Linked DNA regions of Rattus norvegicus: region 1 is linked to region 2. Evidence: chromatin contacts called from public Hi-C data. All regions are on one chromosome and are shown on one strand. Each heading gives the region's core, a stretch centred on a gene start, on an enhancer-like site or on the middle of the called end of the contact. The rest is flanking DNA. Distances are from core to core; before and after follow the strand shown.

Region 1 (3,274 bases), core at 261-2,760, 940 kb before region 2:
CTACGATCTTGGTTCTCCACAGAGCTGAACATTCTTGCTCTAGACAACTACTGGCTCTCCTTTCCAGACAGCAGTGACTGACCTGCTCTCCCAAGTTTCCCCCAGCTTATTCTTCTGCCTGTCTCTACATGAGCTGTTTGAAGAGGTAGCTCCTCCCAGGGCAAGGGTCATGTTAAACAGGTGGACATTTTTGAGGGCCCTAGGAATGACATTTTCAGCTTTTGACATATAGATCAAGATGAGCATTTAAGAAGACTAGTCATGAGTAAGAGAAACTGGAATTTTCTAAGATCCTATCACTTCGTGAGGTAGGGCAAAAAAGAGTTCACGGAGGAAATGAGCTTTAAGGAGCCCCTTGGACTCTGGACAAACTCCCACTTCAACCAGCACCACTGTTGCTCAAACCAAGGGGGCCGGCCCCAGCTGGGCACTATGCCATGGGGGATGGGGACAGAAACACTTAACCACAGTGCTTTCAAACCGTTCTCACAGCTTCCCGGAACGCGCGCAAAGGATGCCCTCTTCCCAATTCGATTCCCGTCTGCTGAAACACTGGAAGGGTCAGTGGCCACCCGGGACTACACTGCCTGGTGAACGCCCCCAAAACGGCCTCCGGCCATAGTCACCCCAGGCTATCTCTCAAGTGCCACTAAGGCCCTCTCTGGACTCCAACCCTGGGACGACCTCCCCTCCCAGGCGCTCCCTAGAGCTGCAGACAGCCGGCAGGTGCGCGTTACAAGCGCACCACGGAGCGCCGGAACCACCAGAGCCGCCGGAATCTATGGCCCGGAAGCCTGGACAGTGGCGGATCACGCGCGGAGACTCGCCGCCACAACCAAGCCGGGGCCGGGGCCGGGACCCCAAGGGGACCTGGGGTGGCTGCGCTGGAGGAACCGCCGCGGGAGCGCGCTCAGGGAAAGGGCGGAGGGCGCCGCTTACCCAGCTCGGCGCTGTCTGTCTGTCCCTGCGTCGCCGCTTCGTCCGCTCGTCTGGCGATTGCCCAGGGCAGCGTGCGCCCAGTCCTGCCTGACCCGAGTCACAGGAACAGCCTGGTCCACATGGAACCCAGGGTCATTAAAATCCTCGGCCCGCGCCGGCTGCTTGCCTGTATTCCTGGGGTAGCCCCGGATTGGGTCTTCGCGTATTCGTCCTGGTCGCCTGCGCGCAGGGACCTGGTTGCGAAGGGGCGTGGGGTCCCGCAGGGTCTCTCCGGGGCGGCTCAAAGCCGGGTGTCTTCAGGTTTCTCCGGCACGACTTTCCGGGCTGCTCTGACATCAGCGATCCTGCGCTTCCTTCCCCTCTGTTCCTGGCCCGCTCGGCCCTATTTCCTCCGGGAACCGCTGCCAGCTCTGTCTGCGACCGGGCCCGTAAGCTCCCCGCGGCTCCGCGGCTCACGGGTCCACCAGATCTGATCGCTCGTCTTCAGCTGAAGGATCCCGGCAGCTGCTCCCGCCGCCCCCGCTTGGCTCTGCGCGGACAGTGCTGCGCGCAGCGCGACTCAGCTCGGCTCCGGTGGCGGCGCCCTCAGCCGGCCTCCTATATTACCGCTCAGCTCATTATCATAGAGGCCGTGTTAACCCCCTCCCCGCCCACGCGCCCCGCCCCCGCAGAATGAATACCCTAGCCTGTCCACCCGAGAACCCGGCAGAGCTACCGCTCTGCAGGCGTTCTCCACTCTCGGCTTGGACCAGCAGACACGGTCAATAGTCAAGGTACCAGAAAGGTGGTACCAAGGGTCTAGGGAAGCAGGTCTCTCTCAGGGCCTGGTGAGCTAGCTGGCTCCGCTTCAGGAGGGGCTCAGAGTGATGAGAGAGCACTCCATCCCCTCGTGTGTCATCACCTGTCACAGAGCACAGCCTTCCCTCCTTCCTCTTCACCTGTGAGCTAGGGGTGAGTGCAGAGGAACCTGTATTGCTGGTGGGCTTAAGATAGGGTGTCAGATTTCGGAACAGAGAATTTCTCCACCCTATAAATTCCAGAAATCCAGCGAGCTGCCAAAAGAGGTTTGAAGTTGTTGATAATTATTATCTCTACATTTTGAAGAGGAGCCTGGCTTTGCATCTCCGGTTTCCTGTTCCACTGAGAACATAGAGCTGGGCCTGACTCGGGTGGGTGCAGTGGGAACCAGAGGATCAGGAGCGTTTGCCTTATCCAGACCTGCGAGCCCACCTCATACTGGAGGCGGAGGGTAATGGCTAGAAGGTTAAGACAACTTTAATAACCCCAGAAAAGAGAATTTTCAGTCCTGGTTGCTTCGGTGCGCTCACTGATCTTGATTCCTTGGCTAATAGTCTCTGTATCTGCAGTCTCTGCTCCGGTTTTCCTATGAGGACCTGTGCAAGCCATACCCCTGCAAGGTCTCAGGGTCTTCAAATTCCCTGATGGAGACTGAACATACTGAGTTTACTCAACACGTCAAAGTATCTGACAAACGTCCCCTACTGCCCTCTCGTGGCCACACTCTTCATCGGTATAAAAAGAAAAAGGGATGTGGGTTGTGCCTGTGAAAGCATAAAAACAGTTGCCTGAATTCTCAGTGTGTGGGTTGGGGGGCGTAAGGAGGGGGAGAGAATGAATATTACTTTCATCGACTATATTTGAGACACGGGGTTTTGGAATGTAGGTTTTACTTCTTTTTCTTTCTTTTGTTTTTTTCGTTTTTTGTTTTTGTTTGTTTGTTTTCTTTATTATGTATCTCTGGCTGTCCTGGAACTCTCTACTATAGACCATAGTGGCCACTACCTCACAAAGATCTGCTTTGCCTCTCTGCCTCCCAAGTGCTGGACTCAAAGGTTTATGCCACGACACTGGCCCAATTAGCTATTCTTAAAAACAAAACCTGGTTAGATCATTTAAAAGCTCTTCAATTAATCAATTCATTAATTGCCTAAAATTTGTTTCCAGTAAGTTTCACTAGCTGTTGCCAATTTTGTCCTTTGGAGCCACAAAGAGTCTGAATTCCATGATGCACACCTATCTTATCCTTTGAATTTATGTAGCATTTATTTTTGATAAAACACCAGGTGATTCTCACATTTATTTTTTTCTCCATTATTGTTTATGTCTGCATATGAGTGGGTCTTCTCTCCTTACCCAAACAATCCTTATCCTCTTATTTCTGAGTATCCTGGATTTAAGGCACATTTTGTTAAGGTAGATTAAAAAAGAAGGTGCTCTCAGATTCTGGAACACTTTTGCCATATTTTTAATGAGAGGAGCATCAGTCTAGCCAGCTTCACCTGAGACCATCCTTTGTAGGACTGGGATAACTGAT
Region 2 (3,459 bases), core at 906-3,405:
CTTCCGGCAGCATGACCTACTACCTCAGAACATACGGTGCCTGGTGAGTGCGAATTCTGCAAGGAAGCTCGCAGAGCAGACAGAGCAGAGTCTCAGCAGCCTCATTTCATCTGTGCCCCAAGCAGACTTCAGAAAGCAATAAAGACAGAACGTCTAAGGACTTAAGAGAAATACGCTGTTATCATCATCAATTTATGAAACTCCCACAAGGAAGTAGACACGTACGGAACACGCAAGCCGAACCTGTGGCCAGAAACAAAATGCTGAAACTGGATATTGCTTTTTCTCGTGCCTCTCTCTCTCCTCTCCCTCTCTAATTCTTTTTCCTTGTTCTCTTTTGCCTCAGAGTTAAAGGGTCTTCTTGGCCATAAGCTCTGGGAGGGGGGCTCTGAATGCAACAGTTCACGAGATGCTAACGTGTGAGCTAGTGCCAAAGACCTGAGACAGGGTATGGGCTGCAGGAGAAAGGGGGAGGAGGAGCTGGGGTGGGGCTGCACGTGTTGGAAGGAAGGGCAAAAGTTAAAGGGGAAAGACGCTGTCTATGTTATATTCAACCTATGGTCAACATATCCTTTTGTCTGTCACCTTATCACCAACCTGTCCTCCGGCAACCAGTGGCCATAAGGGCAATTTCAGGATCCACTTCCCTGCTCTGGCTGAAAGTCTATGATCCTTGCAGAGACCTCAGATCTGTCCTTGAAGTATGTCTGGAGTGGAGGATGCAAGGGTGACAGGTGAGTGTTCTAAGAGCACTGAGCACAGGCTACAGAAAAAAAATGCACATGCCCTGACCATGGATGACAGCGTCACAGATGAGGACGTCTTACAAGAGGCTGAAGAAGGCAAAGGAGCTCTGCAGAGTCCAGGGCAGACAGAGCACGTTCAGATGCACTGTGCGTCAAAGACAGAGCTGGTGATGGCACTGACCGTTCCTGATTCATAATGGAAGGGAGACTCTGGAGGGTAGGCAGGGGGGTCTTGCTGTCACTGTTTTCTTTCTTAACCAGCCTTACCTTTTGATCTCAAGTCATTGTGACTTCTGGGACCTTTGGTTGAAGGAGAAAGGGTTCAAGGGCACTTATTCTAGAAGCAGAAAAGCCTCTCAGAACACTGAAGTGAGAGTTAAACCAAGGGTTAGAACAACCTAAAGCCGAGAGTTAAAGCAAGGGTCAGAACAGCTAGAAGCTGGAACTTGTCCAGTGTCAGAGACTTGGGAGCCACAGCACTGACTGTTCTGATTTAGATGCAGTTTTCATCCTCTCTCCCTCCCTCCCTCCCTCTGTTCCTCCCCTCTCCCTCTTTCTTATTTTCTCACTGAGCCCTGGTGTGTATGTTGAAGACTTTCTCCTCTGCTCTTCTCATCTATAATCTGTGAAACATGGTCACCAAAACTCTCTGACTATCCAGGAACCCAATTTCAGTGACAAAATGCCTGGCAGAAACCTTTGGATGAACAGCAGTTCCATGCTGTGTCCACTCTGGAACATTCTACTGCGGCCATGGGACTGTACAATACTGGAACCAGCTTGGATCAGATTTGTTAGAGGGATGTTTTTAACATGACTACTTTCCTGCAGTCTGCACATAAATGGCCAGCACCCATCAGGCAACATATGGTAGAGAGTAGGCAGTCCTATGCCTGGCCCCTCTTCCCTGGCCCCAATTCATGATGATAGAAAGACATTTACAGCTCTGAAGGTACAAGGACATGTTGTGATGTCATGTGATCCCAAGAGAAAGGCAAGATTCTGCACAGCATCTAATAACTTCAGTGTCAGAAAGTGTTTTCTGGTGTCTGACCTGCTGTAGTCTAAACTCCCTTTAGAGAACTTGAAGTATTCTCATGATCACAGATCCAAAGACTGCTACTAACCATTCCTAAAATGTGTCCCCTTTAATCAAGCCCCGAAAAAAAGACACCTTTGTAGCAACTACTCTGGTGGTTCTAAGGGGACCAAAACCAAGTTTATATGAACAGGAGTTTGATACTAAGAACCCAGGAAGACAAGCAAGGAGAGAGCGATCCCATACCAGCATCAGAGCTCAGGGACAGTGAGGTGACTACTTCTGAACTCTCAACCCTGGCACAGGAGCGGAAGATCACACATCCTCCCTGTCCCAGTCCCAGTGTGCTAGATAGAGGGCTTGGGCAGGGCTGAGATGTCCCTCCCTCAGCTATATTCTGCCTCCTCCAGCTACCCTCATTTCTCTAGGCTGGGAATAGAATCCACAGTAGAACAGCTATCCATGGAACTGCCTGCCTTCCATTTAGGGCTGTGTGAGGCTGCAGGAGAATAGCCACATTACAACCTTGCTCCTCCCACCCATTTACTTTGCACTGGTTGGTGAATTAGTGTCTGACCCATGATGGTTCCAGAACTATAGCTCCTGGAAATGGGACCCTAGAGCTCACTCAGTACCTTGGATGAAATCCAGGGCTGTGCTTGGCCCTGAGGAAACTTGGGCTCCAAGGTACATTGCCCTCTAGGGTGGACAACATGAACACATGGCATATACCAGAGCACCATAAGTGCAAAACACAGAATGGGAAAAACAAACATCCCAGGAACTTGACAGCAGGTCTAGAACCTGCAGTGGCAGCTCAAACAGGGGTGTCAGCTACAAGTGTTAAAGACCCAGGTGGGAAAAGAATGGTCCTAGATGTCTGTGAGGGGATAAAAGGGCACAAAAATAGCATGTTTGTTCTGTCTTGGACCCACACAGGTCAAGGAAGCACAAGTCACACACACACACACACACACACACACACACACACACACACATACACACAAACACAGACACACACAGAGATAAACAGGTACGTATGCACACACACATGCACACAGACATACAGACACACGCACACACCCACACACACAGGTTCACCCCACTCAGTCACACACACACAAATACACACAAGCACAGACACACACAGAAACATACACATACGTATATATACATACACAAACACATACACACAGACACAGACACACACACACACACACACACACACACACACACACACACACACACCACCTGCAACCTCTACCTCCCAGCCAAGTTACAAACAATACACAGCCTTGGCTGGGTTCTGCTGCTTTTCCTTTCTGCACGAACAGTCCTGAGTTTGAAGCCCAGCTGGTGAGCTCTGTGTGCCCTCTTGCGATTGCTCCTGGGAGTGCAGTCCTTGGGAGCAGCTGGCCACCACATCCAAATGGACTGTGCGTAGTTAAGCTGTCAGGTCTAATGTATTTATTTGACTCTCCGCTGTTAAAATGATTTCTCTACAGCACTGCGGTTATTTACGACTATTGTCAGTACAAGACGATGAGAAGGCAGCAGAACAAAACAACAGAAGTGAAGAGAGGGTCTGCCTGCAAGGCTGAGAGCCATCCTTTGGACACTGCTGGGTTTATTTACTCAGTCTCCAGCGAGTAGCTCATCCACAACAAAGAGCCA

What was found. Hi-C and Micro-C count contacts between places; a contact is called where the count stands out from the background.
Region 1: a Hi-C map of frontal cortex shows a contact between it and region 2, with 2.0 times the contacts expected there. The contact joins the promoter of Plxna2 here to the enhancer-like site in region 2. A contact is called at or near these places in 2 of 12 Hi-C or Micro-C datasets (Schwann cells and frontal cortex).

Annotation. Positions count from the first base shown.
Region 1 is chr13:108,689,766-108,693,039 of GRCr8, reverse strand. It overlaps Plxna2 (plexin A2), which reads right to left and starts at 1,510. Exons shown (of 32, transcript NM_001105988.2): 1 at 940-1,510.
Region 2 is chr13:107,755,092-107,758,550 of GRCr8, reverse strand. The region is part of intron 2 of LOC102549394 (a long non-coding RNA gene); the gene reads right to left. Among named protein-coding and RNA genes, the nearest start is that of Mir205, 190 kb to the right of the region's middle. Within about 2 kb of position 2,155, at least 2 of the 93 cell types and tissues checked have an H3K27ac peak or open chromatin away from gene starts, as enhancers often do.